2 separate regions of the Mus musculus genome follow, and region 1 is linked to region 2. Evidence: chromatin contacts called from public Micro-C data. All regions are on one chromosome and are shown on one strand. The core of a region is the stretch at or near the end of the contact, and the rest is flanking DNA. Distances in the headings are between cores, read along the strand shown.

Region 1 (5,964 bases), core at 1,177-3,676, 66 kb before region 2:
GTAACTTGCTGCTTCATCAAGGACTCATTTAACTAAAAACAAAATTCAAATTGCTTTTTAAAAAATCCCTGGAGGTGTGCTATGTTGACAGATATGGCCTTTGTTATAGTTTGGTGCTCTTGCCAACTTGGTTCTGGTTAAGGAGAGAGAGGTTTTATCTGTCATGGTTGGCACATGATTAGTGCAAATGTCAGCCTAGGACAAAAGACAAATAATGTCTTGGTCTAATCATGGTGGTTTTAAACGTGCTTCCTCACTGAAAGGACCTGGGGGAACTCTGTTCCAGCTCACAGGAAATCTTGGTGTGTCTTCGTTTTTTACAGTCTGTTTGAATGTTATCAGTTTCTAACCCCTTTGGGGCTATCAGGTTTGTGTTAATGGCTCTGAGTATTTCTGTTGCATCCTGGCCCCACACTCTACCATCGGGGATGGTACTGTCTCTGACTTGGAATCTCTATTACCCAGCTGGACCCCAACATTTAACACTGAATGTTAAATGATGACACACAGTGGTATGATTTCTGGCCGAGTCCTCTGCTAACCAGGAGAAAGTGCATGGTTGTGGTGTAATTGTTTCAGTAATGGTGGGTGTTGAGGTAGAAGGGACTGTGGTGGTGTGGCGTGGTGTTCAAGTGGAGTCGTGTTAAGATGGGAATCTGTATGTTTATGTGTCAGGGCATGAAGAGGAGGTACTCATGACAGTAGAAGGTGTTTAACCTTGAATCATTTATACCATTGTGGTTCTTTAAGTAGGAGTTCCTCAGGCTTCTATTGGTTAGGTTCTCAGGGAGTCATCAAGAGGCTATCAAGAGGCTGCTCTCAAACATCTGGGGACTTCCGAGAGGTTTCAGTTGCCTCCGATCTCACAGTGTTGTTTCTCCCACTGAAAGCAGAGCAAGTACCATCATCCCCAACAGGAAGAATTTGGGTCAGCCCTTTGTGCTGCCTGTCATCTGCAGCACTGCGGGACACAGACAAAGTGTTTTTCTGGTTGTTGTATCCCTTGCTTTGTGTTGGCCAACTTGTGTTCCAGAGCCAGAGTTGCCTGCAACTCAGCCTGTGGAGTGTCTCATTTGCAGTTCCCTGTTGTCGGGCTTTATTTGGCTGTGATCTAGTGAGGTGATATGTTAGTTTGAATAATGATTAATTTTTTTGGGATCACCCAGAATTGGACTTGTGTGTGCTGCAAGATCCAGAATGGGAGATCTTAGTACACTGGTTTAGTTTTCTTTTGCAATAAAAAAGTCAAACAACAATCTGGCAAGTTGATTTTGAGCAACTAAGTTAGTTGTCATGCAGTGTTGCTCCCCTCCTGACTGTGTGCACTGTGTCCTCTACTAGTTGCCTGGGCCATTAAGAATCTGCTTAGGAGTCTTGTTTCAAGTCCCCTTTCTATTCTCTTTAAGGCTGGATTAAAAAGCAATGAAAATGTAAATTTAAATAGGTGTTTAAGATAGGAAATCCACATACAGTCCTGTTTATACCTCCAAGATCTACATAGTTCAGGACAGACTTCCCTCAGAGAGGCAGAGGGCTCCCCACAGCAGGGTCTGGTGGTAACCTCCAACCACAAAATTATTTTTTGTTGCTACTTCATAACTGTAATTTTGCTACTGTTATGAAATCATAATGAAAATATTTGTGTTTCCAATGGTCTTAGGTGACCCCTGTGAAAAGGTCATTTGACCCCCAGGTTGAGAACCTCTGATTACATCCTCTCACTGTTCTGTTTCTGTCTATAACTCTGTGACCATGAGCAAATTGACATGCTTTAGTCACGGGTTTAAAAAAGTTAGGGTGAAAGTTACAGAAAAGACATTCAGAAATTGAAACACAGGCTAGCACTGTTGCTCTTGGTTGCTTAGCAGAATTTGATGCTAAGAGCCTATTTCTGAGGACACACACACACACACACACACACACACTGGCCACGGCTCTTGAAGAAATCAAGTTGGTGCCAACCAGGAAGCTTTCCCCGCTGGCCAGCTTGCACAGAACTGGGAACAGGTTCCTGGGGGGAATGAACGAATGAATGGCTTGAAGAGTCTCACTTAGGTATGAACTTGTTAACTGCAATAATGACCATGAAGTCCATCCCTGTGTAAAAGGAAGGAGGGCAGAGTTGATGGACTGAAGGAAGGAATAAAAAGTAAAGCAAACAAAACAACCCCCCCAAAACCCAACAAACAAACAAACAAACAAACAAACAAACAAACTCAACGTACTTCATAATATGCCAATCCATAGTTACATACATGTGTTTATCTATATCTGTCTAACTGCCTTTCTGTCATCTATCTACCTATCTGTCTTCTATCTAAACATCTGTCTGTCTCATATTTTCCTAAGTGGAGAGAGACTGGTAGGTAGGCAGATGTTGTAAAAGCTACAAGGTCACCCACACAAGGTCTTTCTGATAATGAAGTCAGCCTTGCAGCTGAGGGTGTTTTATCTCTGACTAAAGGTTGCAATGACTATAGCTCATGAGAGTACAGGCAGAGACAGGCCTTGAGAAGTGACTCTGAGCAGAGGTTTGTTGGTATTTGGCTGAGACCTTCTCCTCAGCTCTCAGCAATTCTCAGCTCTCTGAGACCTCAGCTTTCCTCAGCTCATCCTCAGCTCTACTCAATTCTTTTAAGTTCCTCCTCAACTCTCCTCAGCTCCCCTCTGGTCTCTGATACCTTCTCCTTAGCTCCTCTTCAGCTCGCCTCAGCTCCTCATCAGCTTCCCTTAGTTCTCCTCAGCTCTCCTCAGCTCTCTGAGACCTTCTCCTCAGCTCTCCTCAGCTCTCTGAGACCTTCTCCTCAGCTCTCCTTAGCTCTCTGAGACCTTCTCCTCAGCTCTCCTCAGCTTCTCTTCAGCACTCCTCAGCCCTCCTCAGCTCTCCTCAGCTCCTCCTCAGCTCTCCTCAGCTCCTTTTCAGCTCTCCTCAGCTCTCCTCTGCTCTCTGAGACCTTCTCCTCAGCTTCTCTTCAGCACTCCTCAGCCCTCCTCAGCTCTCCTCAGCTCCTCCTCAGCTCTCCTCAGCTCCTTTTCAGCTCTCCTCAGCTCTCCTCTGCTCTCTGAGACCTTCTCCTCAGCTCCTCCTCAGCTCTCCTCAGCTCTCCTCAGCTCCTCCTCAGTTTTCTTGAGCTTCTCCTCAGCCGTCCTCAGCTCTCCTCAGCTCCCTTCTGGTCTTTGAGACCTTCTGCTCAGCTCCTCCTCAGCTCTCCTCAGCTCCTTCTCAGCTCCTCCTCAGCTTTCTTCAGAGACCTTCTTCTCAGCTCCTCCTCAGCTCTCCTCAGCTCCTCCTCAGTTCTCCTCAGCTCCTCCTCAGCACTCCTCAACTCTCCTCAGCTCCCCCTGCCCCCATCAGTCTTCTTGGGACATTTCCTCCTCTCATCTTCTCAATTTCTTTTCTAGCTTGCTGTGCATACTACAGAAATAACACACAGTTGTTGCAGAAATATTATAACTTTTAGGAAACATATAAAATATTATGGAAGCAGAGAGACAAACACAGAGTTGGATCTCCTTGAAGCAACCTCTGTATAAACTTTGATCTAGTTCAGTGTTTGTCTTGCTGCTGCTATCTTTAACTGTGCCCTTCCCAGGCATCCTTGAGAGCTCCCAGCTTACAAGCTGCTGTTGTCCTGTGATTATCACTTCCAGCTGCAGCACACAGTAGGACCTCTGTGATCCCTGGGGACTGAACTCTGGCCCACATCTTATTCCTGCAACTGTTAACATTTATCTGAACTGTAAGTCCCTACTAACTTCCTCTTCTGTATATCTTCTTCCTTGCCCCTCACCTCTGCTGAGGCCATTGCATTCACTTCCACTGATTGGTATCTGAGTGATGATAATTGTGCTGACTGCCCCTGCTTGCCTCTCTGCGTCAGACTACCCCACAGATCCCACAACCCAGGCCTCCTTCAACACATTCATGTCTTAGATGGTCAGGATCGCTCATGAATAATTTCAAATATTCAAAGGCAAAGATGGAAAGGGGTATAGTAGTGTAAACCATTTGAGTAAAGGCCCACAGATTCTTTCATTGAGCTGGACGTTAGTAGTTTCAGCTAGGCGGGCTGTTCAAATTTTCCAGTGCTGGGGTTTCAGCCCTGTGCAGTCATGCCTGGCTTTTAACATGAGTTCTGGAGACTCCAAACTCAGCTCTTGCACTTGTGGAGCAGGTGACCTTACCCGTGGAACCACATCCCCTTCTCTGTTCTACAATTTAAAATCTTTCATTGAAACCACCACTGGCTTCACATGGTGGCGCACGCCTTCAATCCCAGCACTTGGAGGGCAGAGGCAGGTGGGTCTCTGGGTCTGAGACCAGCCTGGTCTACAAAGTGAGTACCAGGAAAGCCAGGGCTACACTGAGAAACCCTGCTTCAAAAAACTTAAAAAAAAATTAAAAATTGATCTTTAAGCATGTTCTTATTCATGATATAAAAGACACATTTTTATTACAGATTTGAGCTTTGCTCCTCCCACACATATACTTGAGAGTGTAAGTGATAACTGTCCTCACGATTGGAAAGCCTGTCTCATTCCAACTGTTATGACAAAGTTTATTTGTTTTTCTTTAAGACATTCTTTATTGGTCTCTATCATTGTGTAGAATGCTTGTTTTCATGAAGACAACTCCTTTCAAGTGTATTATATTTTCTAGGGTACTCACCTGCTTGCCACCCTCTTCCCTACCTCTCTTCTTGGGCTAATCTCCCTCCGTCCTCCTCCTGCCCTCCCTTTAAGCCCTATGTATCATAATCCATCAATGGGAGGACATTCTTGATGTGTTTCTTCCTGAGTTGACATTAGTGTATTTAATATAATGGCCTTTGACTTCATCTATTTTTTGACAAATGACATAATCTTGCTCTTCCTTATGGCTGAATATAGCTCCTGTGGATACACATGTAATTTCTATTTCTCTTCATGTGTTCATGGACACATGGTCTGATTCTATTCTTTGGCTATTGTGAGAAGTGCCACCATAAACGTGGCTGTTTGAGATTCCTTGCAATGTACTGACCTAGTGTGCTTTGGGCATGCCCACAGTAGCATCGCTGGGCCTATGGTAGTTTTATTTCTCAGCATTTTGAGAACCTCCCACCAGTAGTATATGTATATGTATATGTGTATGTGTATGTGTATGTATATGTGTATATGTTATATGTATATATGTATACATATACATATATAAAAACACATACACACCATATATATACATATATATATACATATACATATATATAGGCTCCCCTTTCTCACATTTTAACCAGCACTTATCACTTGTTCTGCTTTGCTTACAAATTTATTAGGTGTGTGTGCATGCATGTGTGTGTGTGTGCACAATGTGTGTATATGCATGTGTGTGTGTGTTTGTGTGTGTTTGTCTGTGTGCACAATGTGTGTGTGCATGTGTGCATGTGTGTGTGCAGAATGTGCGTGTTTGTGTGTGCATGTGTGTGTGTCTCTGTGTGTGTGTGTCTGTGTGCACAATGTGTGTGTGCATGTGTGTGTTTTCACAATGTATGTGTGTAGGTCAGGGTACAAGTTTTTGAGAGCTGGGCTAGCACAGCTTGTCTGTGTTTACACCCACAGAGCCATCTCCTTGACCTTTGTTGTCTCCATGGTAACCAGTGTGACCGGGAGATACAATCTCAGTGTAGTTTAGTTTGGATTTCCTTGAAGAAGGCTGTTGGACACCTTTCATATTTCCTAGCCCTCTGGGCATCCTCTTCTGGGAGCTGTCTGTCCGTCCTTATCACTGGGCCATTTGTTGATTGCATTGTGCGGTTTGTTGGTATTTAGATTTTTGAGTTCCTTTTGTATTCTGGATACTAAGCCTTCTGTGAGATGTATAGTTAACAGTGACTTTTCTGCCGTTCAATAGGCCATCTCTTCATTTGTTCTGTCAACTCTCTTCTATCCAGAAGTCTTTTAACATCATGCAACCACACTTGTCAGGAC
Region 2 (5,806 bases), core at 128-2,627:
TTGACTGGCTAGACTGGTTACTATAAATCACTCTGCTGATAAAATAAATTGCTTAGGGTGCCACCTGTTTCCAAAACAATTTTCATTATGTAACCAGAACTTAGCACGGCAAACCCACATTCACATGCACAGCCACTCTTGTGCAAGAAGAGTCACTATGACTGAGTTTTATGTAAGACACACTTTCCATATGGCTTACATTTTAGAATTTCTTTGTCAGTCTAATTCATTTCTCTTATCTTCTTTATCAATCTAAAGTTTTTCTTCATGCTTTCCTTCCATGCCTGTTTTGTTGTTAGGGCCCCTGTATCCTGTGCACAAAATTTCACAATGTTTTGGGATAAGAAATTACTCTTTGTAGCCAATATACACTCCTTGAGAGCCTTAGTGAAGTATGTTTGTTTTTTTTTTTTGCTAAGGTACATGTGAGGCTAAATCAAGGCAGGGTCCTTGATGAATGGCCACTTCTACTCTCTGGGGTTGTTTCCCAGAAGAGAATATTTGCTTTGTAGGATGGGTTTATAAAGAGAAGTGGAAAGTTCAAGCTAAGGAAATCTAGTTTTTCTTGTTGTGCCTCAGCTCCCAGTATTTACTGGGTGCTTATTATAACATATTAATTAGGACCCTGATGTAAGGCACTGTCGCTGCCATGGGTTTGCAGTCTGACACCGATGGATGAGGACCTGAGACATGGTGCTCTGGTTAATCTTTGAGATGTCGCAGGAGGCTGTGATAATGGAGGAATGGGGTGGAAGGGAAGGCTTGGAGAAGCAGTTCTGGGACTACAGAGTGCTGGGATGAGAGGCAGAAGCACAACAGGAGAGGGACAGCATCTCCGGGCCACAGCAGGGACAACTGCTGGGGACAGAGGGAGAGGAGCGGCCTCTCTGTTTATGTCTGATGTGCTGGGCCCAGGCATTTGGGTTCTAGGGAGCTATGGGCATGTTTTTAGTTATCTTTCAAGCCTTCCTTTGTCTATTCTACATTTTTTTCGCCGTTGCGGGCTCGGTCACTCAGACATTTCACAACGTTGCACTCTGCAGTCCTTGCCTCTTCATTCTTCACAAATTGAGCTTGGTCTCACATACAAAAAGGCAAGATCACGCACAAGTACCTAAACCCACGCAGCCCGAATGCATTCCGCCACAGGACAGGGCCTGGTGCTAGCCTAGGCTAGCTGAGGTCACGCAAGGGAGATGGCAGACAGACAGACAGACCCACCGGCCGATGCACGAAGCATGCAGCTTGGGCAGTGTAGACATCAGGCTCACTCCCCATGCTCTCCGTCCCCACCGTCCCCTTCCTCCAAGCGCCTTACGCTAAGCCTGGCGGCCGGCAGCCCCGACGTCACTGCCGCGCGCCGCCCGCGTCATCGCGGCGCGCCGCTGCAGCAGGCGCAGAGCCGAAGCGCTGGCAGCTGCGTGCGCCCAGGCGCGAGCTGCCGGGCGGGTGGAGAGGAGCGCGGTGCGCTGTGCGCGGTGCGGGCTGCGGCTGCAGACGCCGCTGGGCCGGAGCGCGGGGTCAGGTGCGTGGGTGGGCGCCGCTCTCCCTGGGCCCGCCCGAGGCTTTGCAAGAGTCCGGGGCGGACACCCGGGTTCCCCCTGGAGTGGGCCGGGCTCCCGGATGGGTGGGCACGGTATCGCTCCAGGGACCGGGCTGCAGTGACAGCACCAGCAGGGCTGACATCCCAGCACGCTCCGTCCCGGGGGGCCGGGAGGGAAACCGAGGCAGCGGGGGACTCCGCGAGCAGCTGGCTCCAGGGACCGCCCGCTGACAGCAGCCCCGCGTACCCCACAGTGTCCCGGGCGTGCTATGGAGACCCCTGCCCTCCCTGCAGCCGGACACAGCTGTCGGGTGGCATGCTGCCCATTTTCCAGATGGGAGAAGCAAGGCGTAGTAGTTAACCAACTTGTCCAAATTCACATGCGTGGTGTGCAGACGGGGCCTTGAACTCCAGAGGGGCCCCCTTGCCCCTGCCTGTGGCCCACTGTCAGATTTTGTTTTCTTCCCTGCTCAGCACTGCTGTTTAGAGCCTCTGGGATTCTTTTCTTTTATTCTCCTCCCCTCTCCTGTAAAAAAATCTGGCTTGACCTCAAGTAAACCCTGTGGGGCTGGAGGAGCAAGGCTTGGACGTCTGTTGGCACAAGCCTCCCTTTCCTCCTCCGATCGCCTCATTTCTTTTCTCAGGCTGCAGTGTGCTCCCCCACTCCCGGCCCCCCTCCGTTGTGTGGCCATTCAGAACCGGAAGTTGGTAGGGGGAGGGGGCGTCGAATCTTTATAATAAAGAACTTTTCCCACCAGATGGGGTGCTTTACTGATCTCTGGTGTCAGCTGATTGCTTATGCTGAACGGCTAAGGGCAGATGTTGTTTTGAGGCTAAACAGTTATCGGAGCAAATCCACGTGGGGATTGTAAAGAGTCCAGGTGTTCCTCTTAGAGAACAGTGTTCTCTCACTGAAGGTGGATTTTGATTTTAAGAGAAGAATCTAATGCTGGGGGGCAGGGGGAAGCCAGCAGCTAAAATAATTAAATAAAGATGATATAAGGTTTTTAAAAATTAAAAAAAGCTGCATTCATACATATAAAATGTCTTACCAAGTAAGCTTACGCTGGGGCTGGAGATGTGGCGCAGTGGTTAACAGTCCCGCTGATCTTTCAGAGGATCAGAGTTTGGTCCCAGCACTTGCATCAGGTAGCTCACGACCTAGCTCCAGGGATCTGATGTGCAGTATTGGCCTCCTCCAGCACTCATATGTATATGCCTATACATGCACACACATCCATAAATAAATAATAAAAAAGTTTTTGTCTCTATCCTCCCAGGGATACTCAGTTATTAACAAAAGTGAAATAATTATTCGTTGCAAGCCAGTATTATTACAAGTGCCTTATTTTGAAGTTGTCTTCCTTTTTTTTACAAGTGACTTCTCATGACAGTTTTGCCCAGGAATCTGAAGGCTACAGCTGCTGTATCCTTGTATGTTCGGAAAATACTGGTCTGTGAATGTTGACCTTTGAGGTCAGGGCAGTTTAGCAGACATGTAAACAGATCGGGCCAGATGAGCACTCTACCACCAAGCTATAGCTTTTTGCTGCTACTCACTACACTAGCAATCTGTCAGTTCATGTAATATCTTGTTACTAAGCAGAACTGTGAGGAGATGAGCAGTTTGAGGCCCGGGGTTACTCTCTGGATACTTCCTTGAGTAGTGCTTATTTCTTACAGCACATGGTTTGGGACTTGCACGTTCTGCCATGGAGGAGTCTTCAGTGACAGTTGGCACAATAGACGTTTCTTATCTGCCCAGTTCATCGGAATACAGCCTTGGCCGATGTAAACACACCAGTGAGGACTGGGTAAGTTGACGAGAAGCCTTCATCACAGCCCACTTAAAATGTTTGCAGTGATATCAAGTAGAGATTAATCATCAAAGAAACTGCTTCCGACTCTTAGAAATGGTGTTTTTACAATCTAAGATTTAAAATTTTTGGTAGTATTAACTGGGAAGAAAAAAAAATGGGTGGAAAATTTCAGAGCAGTAATTGTATTTAAAAAATAAAACTTCTTGTATGGAGGCAAAATAGTAACCATTGTTTTGTGTAGTGTGCTTAAACATTTTTTTTTTCCTTTTAGTATCTACCACACAACTTATATTTAGTAAGCCTGAGTTTTATAATGGAAATTAACTCTAAAACATAAAAAACAGGAAACTTGTTTATTAAACTAATTGAAAAGCATGCATTTTCTTGTGGTGGTACTAATTCAGCATTACATGGAGTGTTTAAAATACCTCAACAAAAATTGATATTAATTGGTTGTTTTTAAGAACATTGTATCCGTGGGATCTGAAAAACAATGAACAGAAAGTTAAAGAATAATCTGAAGGACAGGACTTGACTCTGGTCAGGTGATGTGGCTGTGATTCAAATTCTAGGCTTTAAATGCTCCTGGTAACAGAATGTCATTAAACATACTTTGTTTTTCTTCTAAACTGTTGTAAGAACACCTGCTCACTGTGTCAAGCCTGCGTGGTTTTCCCGTGGGAGTATGGGAGTAGTGTGTGCTTTGGAAGGGCATAAGGTTGACTGAGCACAGGGGTTTGGAGTGTGACTTCTTCATCCCACTGTCAGAAGTCCCTCTGGCCCCGGGGGTTACTCTTCTATCTCTGCTTCTATGAGGTTCACATTTTCAGCTTGTTCTTGTAAGAAAGGCAGTAGTTGGCTTTTGTGTGTTGGGTTATTGTTAACATAACTAGCTCTTAGCTTCTTTGGTTTTTATTCCTTTTTGTGGCTAAATAATAATTCACTGGGTAATATGGATGCCCGATTTTTCTATCCATTCATATTGTGGTGAGCATCATAACTCTGTTGATTAAACCTGTGAATGCTGCATCGAGCACATTTTAGAAAATCAACTTTTTCTTCTGTACCAAAGTTTTATCCAAGTGGTGATGGTGAAACAAGATACCTTACATGAAAAACACTCACGGCACGCGTAGTTACACTGCTGACAATGAGAACAGCGTCATTTTCTCTTCTATTTGAAATAGACCAGGAGGATCAAAACAGTGTTTGCCATTTAGACACAATTTCTGCTTTATGTTTGCTAGGTTGACTGTGGGTTCAAACCTACCTTCTTCAGATCTGCAACACTGAAATGGAAGGAGAGCCTTATGAGCCGGAAGAGGCCCTTCGTGGGAAGGTGCTGCTATTCCTGCACGCCACAGAGCTGGGTAAGGACCACCATGCTTTGCTGTTGCAGAGGGTTTTCAGTTTTGTGGGTTTTGTCTTTGGTCTTAATAGACTTGACTCCTTTAGAACCGAGACCCCTGTTTATAAGCCAAACATTTCGGGTAAAGAAATGGACTTAATTTCTATTGCTGTTCATTTATTAAATGTTATTGGACCTCAGTTAGGGGAGAGTCAGTTTTTCTTTGAGTTCATAGTGTTGATGGAGTGCTCAGTACCTGCTGGGTTCTGACTTTTGGCCCCCAAGAGTACCCTTGGTTTTGTTCTTTTGTTGAGAAATAAGCGTGTCACACCACCTTCTGCGTTCTTTGAGAAGAGCCAACTGGGTGAAAGGTGAGCTGCTGATGGCATTTGGTGGCGGGGTGAGTTAGCAGAGAGGATTTCCTTCCCGACTGCTCTAAGGTGAGAGTTATGTTTTAAAGGGATGTGTTAGATGTTGAGCTCTTCCTGAGATGGATCAAATACTTAGGACCCAGAAACCGCCTTTTACAGAGGTTGTTTATAACTTGTGTGAACGGCGGCTAACTGTGCTGGTAAATTCTCCCCTTGAGCTGACTTGGCAGGAGGTTCAGTTCTGAGTCTGGCATAAAGGTATTTGTTAACATTAGCAAGCTTTAGCAGAGCCTGAACAGTTCTTACCCATTGTCCAGGTCTGCTAAAGAATGGCTTGTTAGAGATGCTGCCTTTAAACTCTAAGGGCTGTAATGCAAGAATTCATTACAACTGAAGGGGCTTGAGAATTGCCAGTCCAGGGGTGAGGCCATTTTGATTTAGAGGGTAGGAGAAACAAAGATTTAAATAGAAGGTCATGTGGCTTTTCCTTTTAGACTGGCCTCTCACCTAATTCTAATTTTGAATGCAAAACAATACCTAAACTGTGGTTCTTCGCTAAACAGTATTGCAAGTGAAGTGCTACAGTGTATTGTAAACTAGAGCTGCACAGGGAATTACTGTCAAGTGGTGACTGTGGCCTGGGGTTGGATGGCTATAGTGTAACAGGCTGTTGTGGAGTGGTGGCTATGGCCTGGGGTTGGATGGCTATAGTGTAACAGGCTGT

The links. Hi-C and Micro-C count contacts between places; a contact is called where the count stands out from the background.
Region 1: a contact with region 2 is called in a Micro-C map of granulosa cells, with 3 times the contacts expected there. The contact joins the enhancer-like site here to the promoter of Gpam in region 2. A contact is called at or near these places in 8 of 484 Hi-C or Micro-C datasets (the Ba/F3 cell line, cerebral cortex, cortical glia and 4 more), 4 of 115 datasets of contacts at active chromatin or transcription factors (the SCID.adh cell line, embryonic fibroblasts, embryonic stem cells and 1 more) and 2 of 9 other capture datasets (adipose tissue and pancreatic islet).

What each region holds. Positions count from the first base shown.
Region 1 is chr19:55,162,138-55,168,101 of GRCm38.p6, reverse strand. No RefSeq gene overlaps it. Among named protein-coding and RNA genes, the nearest start is that of Tectb, 16 kb to the left of the region's middle. Within about 2 kb of position 2,426, at least 25 of the 459 cell types and tissues checked have an H3K27ac peak or open chromatin away from gene starts, as enhancers often do. A contact at or near this core is called in the SCID.adh cell line and granulosa cells, where this site is marked.
Region 2 is chr19:55,095,048-55,100,853 of GRCm38.p6, reverse strand. Gpam (glycerol-3-phosphate acyltransferase, mitochondrial) reads left to right here and starts at 1,377. Exons shown (of 21, transcript NM_008149.4): 1 at 1,377-1,525; 2 at 3,227-3,357; 3 at 4,611-4,733. The coding sequence starts at 3,256. It overlaps Gm31356 (a long non-coding RNA gene), which reads right to left and starts at 1,311. Exons shown (of 3, transcript XR_001782666.2): 1 at 1,222-1,311.